3 separate regions of the Mus musculus genome follow, and regions 1 and 2 are each linked to region 3. The links are chromatin contacts, called in public promoter capture Hi-C maps. All regions are on one chromosome and are shown on one strand. Each heading gives the region's core, a stretch centred on a gene start, on an enhancer-like site or on the middle of the called end of the contact. The rest is flanking DNA. Distances are from core to core; before and after follow the strand shown.

Region 1 (3,799 bases), core at 714-3,213, 380 kb after region 3:
ATCGAAGTGTAGACACATGCTGGGAACTGTCAGAGGGCTGCCTGAGAACCTTAATTTCATCTCTCTGGTAAGATATACCTGTTAATGAGTCTCCAGCAGCACATGCACGAGAGGGGGCCAGGATCCAGTTCTTATTTCACTCATGACTGCCCATAACCACCACATGTAAGGTTGCACCACACGTACCGGTGGTAACCTGAAAAACAACACTTAGTCCTGTGGGCCAGTCCTACTGGTTTCAAGGATCACGAGGAATATTTCTTCAGGCTTGCCATCTTCCAAATATCATAGGTGGGGGGAGTCCTACAAAACCTGTCTTAAGTTAGCAAAAACACGTCCCTGTTTATCCATGTCTTGTGAGGACTCTGAGGCTATACCTGATGATCCCATGTTGTGGAAAGTGGTCCAGGATGGACTTTGTGATGGTTATTCTTGGTTGTCACTTTGACTACATCTGGAATTAACTTAAACTCAAGCTTCTGGGTACACCTGTGAAAGGTTTTTTTTGGTGGGAAGATCCACCTTTAATCTGGGCCACACTGTCTCGCGGCAGCCTATATAAAGGATGTGGAAGAAGGAAGCTCGTACTCTTGCCTGCTTGCGCTCACTCTTGCTGGCATGGCACGTTTCTTCACTGGCATTAAAGCCTACTTCTTTGGGATTCCAGTGTATACTGAAGACCAGCAGAGACATCTAGTCTCATGGACTGAACAACTACTGGATTCCTGGATTTTCTGTTGCTACACAGCTATTGTTGGAATAGCTGGAACACAGACTACAGGCCTCTCTAATAAATCATATATATGTGTGTGTATATATATATATATGTATATATATATATGTAGTCATGTATACACATATATGAAACACACACACGCATCCAGTAGTTGTTCAGTCCACAAGGCTGGATGTCTCAGCGGGTATCATATATATATGTATCTCTGTGTGTGTGTATGTATGTATGTATGTATGTACATCGATTCTGTCACTTGTTTCTCTAAGAGCCCTGACTAAGTGTACTGATCTTAAGTGTACTGCATTTACAGCGACTGAATGTGACTCTTTGACACATGCTTTCCTCAGCCAGACTGCAAGCTACTTGAGGTTAGGGATGGCAGCACATCTGTTATTATAGAGCTCAGTACAGTGACTGGATATTATCACATGTATACTATAACATTGTGTGTGTGTGTGTGTGTGTGTGTGTGTGTGTGTGTGTGTGCGCATGCGCATATACACTCTCGGATGTGCACACACCATGACACATGGAAGTCAGAGGAAACTTACTGAAGTGTTTTCTCCTTCCCCCTTGTGGGATCCAGGGGTCAACTCAAGCTGTCAGGGTTGGTGGCAAGTGCCTTTATCCACTGAATCATCTCACCGGACCTGTTTCTGTGCAAGTAGAACTTGATTAATTTTGCTGCTGACTAAATAAGGCTACATTGAAAATTGTGACAAGGGGCAGAAGTGTGAATAGCTGTGTCTGGGCTCTGTTAACAAGCAAGAGCCTTCGCTCTGCAGAGACGGGCAGATTCTCACTGGCATGGCTATGTTTGGTTTTTAAGGTCTGTGGGCGTGCTCCCTCACCCTCAGTACTTGGGATCTGACTAGGGCATATTAGGAAATGCTCTAATTTTAAATCTGAAGGTTGTCTATGGCCTTGACTCACATTATGGCCCAGGCAGCCTTTGAACTCAGTATTTTGCTTCTACCTCCAAGTAGCTAGAACTATAGACCCGTGGCTTGGCCTTACAGCTAATTTTATTGAGACACAATTCCTAGATCCAGCCATTCTCAGTGTAGGGGCCAGTGACTTCTAGTGTATTCAGACATGAGAAACATGACCACAGCCTATTTGCATGGCCCCCCACATCCCGGGAGTCAGTCTCCCTTTCTTCTTGACCTTCCTACCTCCAGGTCACTGGGAGTCTCCTTTCTGCCTCTGTGGATTTAACTGTTCTGAACATTCCAGACAAGTGGACTCATGCCGGCTGTGGGCTTTGTACTTCCTTTACCAAGCAAATGTTTCCCAGGCTCAGCATTCGCTGCTTTCCATGACTAACACTCACAAGCTCCTGTGAAGTGGGACTGTGGATTAAAAACCCATTGTTCAGATTTGTTTATCATTTCTGTTACTGATGTTTTGCCCGCATGTATGTCTGTGTGAGGGTGTCAGATCCCTTGGAACTGGAGTTACAGACAGTTGTGAGCTACCATGTGGGTCCTGGGAATTGAACTAGGGTCCTCTGGAAGAACAACCAGTACTCTTAACCTCTGAGCCACCCTTCCCCCTTTCTATTTTATTCCAAAACCAATAAAATAGAAAGGCTAGACTGCATTTTTAAGCCCAATTTATAGATCAAGAAATGAAAGTTCTAGGGCTAGTAAAAGGTGTTAGTAAGACAAGGTCTTGTGATTTCTGCTCTAAACTCTTTTTTTTTCCTAAAAGATTTATTTATTTATTTTATGTATATGAATATTACTGTAGCTGGCTTCAGACCACCGGAAGAGGGTATTGGATCCCATAACAAATGATTGTGGGCCACCATGTGGTTGCTAGGAATTGAACTTAGGACCTCTGGAAGAACAGTCAGTGCTCTTAACCTCTGAGCCATCTCTCCAAGTCCTACTCTAAATTCTTTTCAGTTTGTTTTAAAAGCACTTACTGGGACTTATTGGGACTGAGCATGTAGCTCAGTGGTAGGTTGCTTGCCCATCATGAGTGAAGAGAGACCTGGGTTTAGTCCCTTGCACTGCACGAAACTGAATGTAGTATCTCGTGTCTGAAATCCAGTCCTTGGGGACAGAGGAGAGAACAGCAGGACATGAAAGTCATTCTAGGCCACATGGTGAGTTTGAGGCTAGCCTGGGCTACCTGAGACCCCCGTCTTGACAACAATAGAGAACTTCCTGAGTAAATATGAAATCCTGCTGCCAACAGAGCATAGGAAAAGGCAATTTAAAATAATAGTTGTAGAAAGAATGCCCACCCCTTTAGATTCTAGAAGCATTGAGAGGGTTTGCTGTGCCGTCTAACCACAGGGCACCTTTTATACTATGGCATTTTTGTTGCAGTAAATCTCCCATCCCAAATATGCCCGGGCAATGAAAGCACAACACAGTTAATATGATTACATGCTGTGCGCCTAGATTGGGCAGATCTACCGCTACACTACCATCTTCCACAGCTTAGAACTTTCGGTTTCTCCAGGCCATGTGCTTCTGCTCCGCTTTTCTTCTTCCTCCTCCTCTGCATCCTCTCTCTTCCATTTTCTCCTTCTTCTCTCCCTCTCACCTTCTGCCCCACCTTCCCTTCTATCTGCCCAATCATCAGTTCTCCTCTAGTTTACAAATTAAGGTGGGAAGCAGGTTTCTGGAAATCACCTGAGTGCTGACTCATTCCTTGTCTGAGCCCCTCACGGGAGAACGGAATTAACATCAAATGTAATTAGCCCCAGGGCTATGTATCCCACCCGTGCACCCATATACAGTGGACCTAGTATGCTCTGTATAATGTTTAAGGTTGGATGAATGCTGTTGTAGACAGATGGCGAGGTGGGAGCAGCTCAGAACATGGCATGCACAAGGTTCTTTCTGCCTCTAGCAGTTGACTTCCCTTAGAAAAGGGTAGCTTATTGGCAGAAAGATTGTCTGGGCATTGTCTTTGCCCAACCAGGTCTTCAGACATTTGGTAGAGAGTGTGGGCTAACGCGTGAGAGGCGTGTTTTAGCTGATGAATGCATCATCAGCCTGCTCTTGAGAGACCGTCATCCTCTGACCTAACCAGCAGCTGGCTGAT
Region 2 (4,164 bases), core at 1,578-4,077, 260 kb after region 3:
CCTCCCAAATGATTTGTTCTCTTGTCCCAGCATTTTGTAATTGTCCAAAGAGTAATTCTATAAGACACTAGCAGCTGTTTCCTCAGAAGCAGGATCTGTGATTAAATATAACTGGAAAATTGATCAGAGTTAATATTTCTTGCGGTGTACAATGTTGTGGAAGCTTCGGCATGCTGGTCAATCTGCTAGAAGAAGAAGAAATAACACATAGCATCTTCCTCATCACTTCCACGCAGTGCTCACGGAGCGTGCGTTATCTGATGGGATCACCACAGTGTTTGCTTAGTTCTCACAAACTGCTCCCCAATCGGTCAGTGGCTTACTGTAACAAACACTGAGTATCTCCCGGTGTCTGGGAGTTAGGAGTACAGCTTAACCAGGCCTCCAGCTCAGGGCATCTCAGGCAAGTGTCAGCTGGAAATTACTTGTGCAAAGCCGGACTAAGGAGAGATTCCCTTCCAAGCCCAGGCCAGCGGTGCTGGGTGCTGAGCCAGCTCTGAGCCCTGCATCTGATGCCTGTAGGGAAATCTAGCAAGTTAATGAAAATGCAGAAAGGCGGTCATGGGAGCCTGGTTCATTTGCTCAGTCAGAGACTCTGAATATGTGCTACAATGAAAGAAAGCTGATGAGCATAGCCTATGCACTAACTCCAGGCAGACAGTGTCAGGAGCAGATCAGACAGCAAGAGCCCTGTTGGGAGTCAGTGGAGGACTTGTAGAGAGCTAGCTCCCATTCTGGTGAGCAGAACGAAGTATTGCACTCAGCAAGTGTGTGAGTGGGAAGGAAAAACTGTTGTGTTTGTCTTGTTTCCTTTTTCTTTTTTGAACAACTACACCTGGATTAAGAGATGAACTGGCTGGGCACCAACTGGTCTATAGAGAGCCTTGCTTCACTGTTCGTATAAATAGGAACTGTTTCCCTGAGTGGTTTGTTTTGTAGGTGGAGAAATGCAGCGCAGGAGTCCTGCTGCATCCCCCCAGTCCTGCTTCATTCCTGCAGAGGTTGCAGTTAGCATCTCATAAACAAGACGGCAGAGAGATAGCTCAGCTTTTCTGTTCTCAACTCTTGTGGAGTTCAGCTCCCAGCACCCACATGAGGTACTTCTAATTTCAACTCTTTTCTGGGCTCTGGGTATCCCAGTGCTCATACACACAGACAGACAGACAGACAGACAGAACACACACACACATTAATTTTATTGTTTTGAGTTTGACTCTCATTACATAATCCTGGCTGTCCTGGAACTCACTATGTAGACCAGGCTGGCCTCAAACTCACAGAAATCTGCCTGGCTCAGTTTCCTTGGTGGGGAGATTAAAGAGGTATGACACCGCATCCAGCTCACACAATACTTTTTTTAATACTTTTTTTTAAGTGTTATTAGATGGCAGAGAGGTGAATGCATTTGGCACTTTACAGCTCACACATGCAAACTGGAAAGAGCTTCAGTTAGTGTCTGAAGTGTAATTCCTTCAAAAACATCTTCTAAAGGGGCCGTCTACCGACTACAGGGAAGAACTGCAAGACACAAAAATGTGAAAAATCGGAAAGGAAACACAATGCCAGTCAAGTTCATTTCCCCACATCGGGAGCATAATTTAATGTGAGTACAAGCCAGTGTGTATATTTATATTAAATATGCAGGACATAATAGGCAATGAAGTGATGAGATGTCTTGAGGGAATGTGTGCACTGAAGCACCATTGACTACATATACATACTATACACACACACACACATGAATGATAATTCCTGGGGCTGAGGATGTAGTTCAGTAGGTAAAGTGAAAGTGCTTGGCCAGCAAGCATGAAACCCTGATTTCACCCATATAAAGCTGATAAGCTGGCGTAGTGTCATATACATGTAACTCCAGTTCTGGGAGGTGAGGGCAAGTGGATCTGGAGTTAAAACCAGCACAGTGAATTGGAGACTAGGCTGAGCTATTTAGATACACACACACACACACACACACACACACACACACACACACACAGACAGAGACAGAGACAGAGAGAAAGAGACAGACAGACAAATTAAGGAAAAATGAGACTTGTACTGGTATTTTAAATGGTAATTATGCTCACTGACTTAAAGCTACTAAATCAAAACAAGAGGTAACTGCACTAACATTTTTAAAAATTTCCTTCACTCCTATTTTTCTCCCCCTAAAATTAGTGTTTTTAGAACACCATTTCTGAGGCCCCTCAACAACACAAACAACAAAGTTCCTGAAGCCAGAACGCCACAGGCAGGATGTGCATACCACTGCTTGAACTGAGTGAACTTGAACACAGACCGTGCCAGGAAACTGTTCTGATACTTGGAGCAATGTTTATTAATAAGCACAACGCCAGTACTTCTCAAGAGATAAACATTTAGCAATGTGTCGGAATTATTCACCATAGTCATAAAATCTAGCATATGAAACCTGAGAACAACAGACCAGTTACTATAGAGCCTTAGTCTCGTCTTTATTAGCCATACAGCCTCGTCCCACATCTTTTGGACTCCAGAGTAGCAAAAAGAGTGAGAAGAGACAGGGGGTGGGTGGGGGAGTTGGTATGAGCCAATCTGGGATCCTGTGAAATATTAGTGTTTTCCAAAGTGCTGGAGCACTCTAGAGTGCTCTGGAGGAGGAAAGTTGCCACCACCCAACTCAAACGTGACCCTGACAGAGGTCTCCAAGACCATGGAGCGCTGCTCAAGGTTTTTCCAGAAGCCCCAAGGAAAAGACATCTCCAAGAAGGGAAGAGCTTTACCTCGAGGAGAGGCCAAGGGCTGAGCACGTTGGCCAGGCAGCAGTCTCCTCTTGGCACTGTGCAGGAAATGAAGGCAGTTTTCCAGATCACAGCCTAGGGAGGCAGGTGGGGCACGTGTGCCCCCATCTCCATAGGGAAGACAACACACAAGACAACACACGCTGCCACCACGCCCCACAGGTCCGGTGTCCCTTGCTCGGTGCTGCACTCCAGTGGCCAACCTCGGTCTTTGCTTCAGGAGGCTCCTGAAGGTTGTCACCTTCCCTCTGTTCTCTCAAGTTCTAGGTGGATTTCTTTTGCTGGCCGCCGGTCCCAGGCAGTTGCAGCTGGATCTCGAGGGCCTTCAAGTTGCTGGGAAGAGGTGACAAATGCACAGCTGCTGTCTGCCAAATTCTGCTTAGCTTTACACTAGCCAGCAATTTTAAAGCACTGAGATGGCAAAGGTAACGTTTCTTACCCTTTCTCATGTTCATCTTTAGCAAATCCTCAAAAAATTTTAAAGTTTTTTTTTTTAAACAGTATTAGTTAATACAGGAGTCAGAAAGACAGAACATCAACATGATTCTAATTGCTTTGGTCAAGATGCCTGAGCAGACTTATCGTAAAGCCACCCTCTTCCCACTTCTTTTGAATTTAACAGAAAGATTTCACAATACTTCAAGCATGGGAAAGTTAAAAATCCTATGAATGGTGAGGCTAAACAAGATCCAGGGATGAAGTCTGAACGGAGACACAACGAAGTTAAAATAGCTTGCTCTAACAGTAGATTTTATGAGGTCATCTATAACTCAATAAAATACAATGATTTTGCAACATCTATGTTCTAAGAGTGGCTAGGCATGAAGGAAAATTAAAATTGAGATTCTGTCTTACCTTAATCAGAATGGCTATCTCCAGGCCTCTACATGCTGAGCAGCCTATGGAGGAAGGGCAATGGCTACCCACTGTTAGTGGGAATATAAACTGCTGCAGCCACTATGGAAATCCATATGGAAGGGTCTCCAAAGGCTGAAATTAGAACTACTGATGGCTCAGAGGTTAAGGGCACTGACTGCTCTTCCAGAGGTCCTGAGTTCAATTCCCAGCGTAATGGGATCTGATGTGCTCTTCTGGAGTGTCTGAAGACAGCTACAGTGTACTCATATAAAATAAATAAATAAATCTTTAAAAAAAAAAAAAGAACTATCGTATGACCCAGTTGTACCACTTCTGAGCATACACCCAAAGGATTCTACAGTCTAACACAGGGATTCCTTCTCTACTGACATCAGCTAACAAATGAATAGCCTAAACACACATGATGCCAGTTTATGTAGACGTTAGGAAAAAGAAATCCTGATATTTCCTGGCAAATGGATGGAACTGAAGAATAGGATGCTGAGATAACCCAGGCCCAGAGCACAAA
Region 3 (3,666 bases), core at 311-2,810:
ACGATTCTAACGATTCTCATCTACTTACATTAAAATGTACATTTTTTTCCCCTGAAAAACTACCTGAGAAGAAAAAAGTTTAAAAGCTGCCCAAATAAATGTCAGGCATCCTGTGGTAAGAAGGGAAAATCCTGTCACACCTTAGCTATTACCTGCATTCCTCCCTTCTAAAGGATCATTCAAGCGCTCATGAAATTATCAGGGCTTCTTCAGAAAAACAAATGTGAAACAATTATACAAGGGACAGGAAAAGAAAGAAAGAAAGAAAGAAAGAAAGAAAGAAAGAAAGAAAGAAAGAAAGAAAGAAAGAAAGAAAGAGAAAAGAAGGAAAGGAAGAAAAGGAAGAAAAGAGAGAAAGAAAGAGAGAGAAAAAAAAGAAAAAGACACCCAAACACTTCAGGTTGGGAACGGAAGTCAAGTTCAGATTCTCTTCCTTCCTCGAGCAAGACAAGAGAATTAAATGAACACCACACACACACACACACACACACACACACACACACACACACACTCTCTCTCTCTCTCTCTCTCTCTCTCTCTCTCTCTCTCTCTCTCTCTCTCTCTCTCTCTCTCTCCACCTGTGGCAATCAGGCAACAGGCCTACATCTGCTGGGAATTGCAGCTTTTCTTCTTTGGGGGCAATGGTGGGTGGGTGGGTCGCGGTGAGCAGGGAAGTTTCCAATCGGATCATTCTAACTTGGGCTCCTTTTCCTGCTTGCCCGCTGCCTCGCTCCCACCAACCCGGGACATTTCAGACTCAGCCCGCGCGGGCACCACGGGGAGCAGGCACCAACCGGAGCGCCGCCGCGGGGCCCGCAGCCCCGGTCCACGCCGCTCCGCGTGGGGACCACGAAAGGAAAGGCAGCGCGGGGCGGTGGGGCGGGGCGAGCACTTCCTGACTCGCATTGTCCACGCGCCGCCCGCGCCACCCAGGGCCCCGCCACCGCGCCCGCCCGCCCGTCGGTGAGGAAGTTGGCGCTCGCCCCGCCGCTGTCGTCTTACCATTCTTAGCGTCTCCCGCGGCTGCAGCCCCCGCAGCGACGGTGGCGTTGGCGGCGCCCGTGCCCGCACCTCCCGGGCCCGCCGCGCCGCCGGTGCCCACCGCGCCGGGCGACGCCGCCCCGCAGCCCGCCGCCGCCGCCGCCAGGGCCCCTCCGGCCGCCGCGCCTGTCGCACCCGCCGCCGCCAAGGCCCCGGCTCCATTTTCCTGCTCGTCCCCGCTGCTGTTGGCGCGCTTGTTTTTGCGGCCGCCTTTGCTGTTCTTGGGGTTGGGCATCTCCCCGGCCCGCTCGCGGGTGTCCCGGTCCCCGGCGCCCACGAAGGCGGCTCCCCCGCCGCACCGGGGCGGCCACGGAGAGCGCGGGCCGGCCGCTCTTCCTCAGGCGCCCGCCCCGCCGCGCGGCCCTCGCCGCGACATTCCGGCCGCCGCGCCCTCCGCGGCAGAAGCCGGCGCGGCCACGCGCGGCCACCCGAGGCTCGCAGCCGCGCGGGCGCAACGGGCCCCCGAGCAGAGCGAGACGCGGAGGAGCCCGAGGGAAAAGGCGGGTCTCGGGCTTGTTTTGATTCGGCTGCGCTGACACGCTCCAGGCCCGCCCCCGCCCGTGACGACACTGGGGCTTGAGCCCGGCCCCGCCCACCCAGTGACCTCACGGCAACTCGCTCCGCCCCCGTGACGTCACGCTCGGCGCTCAGCCCTCGGCTCTGGGTGACGTCATCCAGGCGCCTTCTTGGGAGAGGGAGGCTGGCGGGCTTCCCGCGTGTGCTGACAGCCACGACTGGGAGCCAGGCAGTGTTCGTGAAGTTGTTAACTGGCCTTCTGACCTTACTGGAGCTAAACCTGACAACGTGGTCTGGAAAAACAAACAGGTGACTAGAACAGGAGAGCAAAACAAAGGGTTTCGGATTAATAATTCGCTCAATGGCTCTGCGGCTCAACAATGGTAAGATAGGAGTTTCTGGAGAGTGCAGTTGAGCTCCTGTATGGGAATTCTTCAGTCTCGTGGTGGAAAGCTTATTTAGCCCAGACCTACCAACCAGAGACCCAAGGGTTCTGTCGGTTCTGTCAGAAGCAGAGCCAGCCAGGAGGAGCCAGGCTGCACAAAGAAGACTGAGTTGTCTGGAGAGAACGGCCGGGTTGTGAGGAGGACATCAGAGGTGAAGAAGTGAGGGCACAGCCATGCTCAGCAGTAGATGGCCAACACAAAAGAGACTCAGTTGAATCTTAAGAGGTTCTTTGTCTCAGAATGTTTTGTCAGGGATATATATATATATATGTGTAATCTTTTTAGGTCTTTTGTATAGACATATGGCTTCCAGTTTTCTGTTTTTTGTGGAATTCCTCACTGAACGAATACATCTATATGACTTTCTCATGCTTTTTCATTTGTTTGTTTTGTCCTATATTGTGTGTTTGTTTTCATCTTATCTATTTTATTATTATTTAGATGCATATTTGTTTTCTAAGAAGAGGCAGGAAAGCTGTGGATTCGGCTGGGAAGGGAGGTGGAGAGGATCTTGGCAGAGCTGGAGAAGGGGAAAGAAGAGCAGAATATAGTGTATTAAAAATCTATTATTAAAGAAGAAAAACGGAAAGAAAGAAAAAGAGATGAGAGCACAGGGTTCCTGGGAAGAGTTTGATGTAATCTCCTTTTCTGCACTCTCTTCTGCCCCTTTCAAAGACCCGCTCCTTTCCACCCTTCTGATCTCAGCTCATTTCTTCAGAATGATCCCATACCTTACCAGAAGAGCTGTCCCGAGTATCACAGTTTATTTCTCCTGTCTACCTCTGATTACGTTGGCAATGTATATGCTTAAATAATTTTCCTCTGTTCCCTCGCATGAAACAGCCATATTTTTATCTTGGGTGCCGTAAGAAACAACTGAACTGATCTTGGTGAATGTATAAATGACATTCTTGATCCATGACTACAGAAAAACACTGAACTCGTTTACAGTGTCTTCTTCCTATGGCGTGATCTTTAATCGACTGGACTGTTGAGGCAAGGCACTGTGGCTAGGTTGAAGGGTCTAGAAAGATGGCCAAGGAATTGCTCAGAGAAGAGCCATCCACATGACTTCCTAGCCAGGATTCTGATGGGCAGAGCCTGGAGCAACACTGTATTCTTGAGAGCAATTGCTAGTTGGACGCAGTACACTATATGTTAAAGGAAAGTAATTCTTTAGAAGGCCCAAATGATAGCTAAGATAGATAGGGAAGGAAGGAGGGAGAGGTGGAAGAGAGATGTGTGTGCTGGAGATTAGTATCAGGTGTCTTCCTTTATTCCTCTCCACCTTATTTTTTGGAGGCAGGGTCTCTTATGGACCTGGAGCTCACGGACATATTAGATGACCAGCTGGTGAGTTCCAGGGATCCACTTTTCTCTGCCTCCCAGCTCTGGGACTATAGATATGTGTGTCTGTGCACAGTTTTTACATGGGTCACATAAAGTTCTTAAGTTGGTACAAAGAGCACTTTACCAATTTAAGTATCTCCCCAGCTAGAGAATAGCTATTTTGTGCTTATGATGTGTTTATGTCTTATATTCACACATTGTGCGCACATACACACACCCTGTATCAGTAGAACAGGGCAGGTTGTGTTTCTAACTCTGCAGTCTAATATAAAGCCTTCTCCACTATCATGTTTAGTACAAATTTTTCAAATGT

What was found. Promoter capture Hi-C pulls out the DNA fragments that hold promoters and counts their contacts. Capture Hi-C pulls out chosen DNA fragments and counts their contacts.
Region 1: a contact with region 3 is called in a promoter capture Hi-C map of stem cell-derived epiblast-like cells, with 4 times the contacts expected there. The contact joins the enhancer-like site here to the promoter of Heca in region 3. A contact is called at or near these places in 3 of 39 promoter capture datasets (liver, pre-B cells and stem cell-derived epiblast-like cells), 5 of 484 Hi-C or Micro-C datasets (embryonic stem cells, muscle stem cells and myocytes) and 1 of 115 datasets of contacts at active chromatin or transcription factors (pancreatic cancer cells).
Region 2: a contact with region 3 is called in a promoter capture Hi-C map of liver. The contact joins the promoter of Ect2l here to the promoter of Heca in region 3. A contact is called at or near these places in 8 of 39 promoter capture datasets (the 3T3-L1 cell line, 3T3-L1-derived adipocytes, the C10 cell line and 5 more), 8 of 484 Hi-C or Micro-C datasets (adipose-derived mesenchymal stem cells, embryonic stem cells and nephron progenitors), 4 of 115 datasets of contacts at active chromatin or transcription factors (embryonic stem cells, extraembryonic endoderm stem cells, large pre-B cells and 1 more) and 4 of 9 other capture datasets (adipose tissue, embryonic stem cells, liver and 1 more).

The regions. Positions count from the first base shown.
Region 1 is chr10:18,321,923-18,325,721 of GRCm38.p6, forward strand. It overlaps a transcript of Nhsl1 not described here. Among named protein-coding and RNA genes, the nearest start is that of Nhsl1, 84 kb to the right of the region's middle. Within about 2 kb of position 1,964, at least 35 of the 459 cell types and tissues checked have an H3K27ac peak or open chromatin away from gene starts, as enhancers often do. A contact at or near this core is called in muscle stem cells, pancreatic cancer cells and stem cell-derived epiblast-like cells, where this site is marked.
Region 2 is chr10:18,208,000-18,212,163 of GRCm38.p6, forward strand. It overlaps Ect2l (epithelial cell transforming sequence 2 oncogene-like), which reads right to left and starts at 2,828. Exons shown (of 22, transcript NM_001370991.1): 1 at 2,760-2,828.
Region 3 is chr10:17,946,507-17,950,172 of GRCm38.p6, forward strand. Heca (hdc homolog, cell cycle regulator) reads right to left here and starts at 1,561. Exons shown (of 4, transcript NM_001033432.3): 1 at 1,003-1,561. The coding sequence starts at 1,276.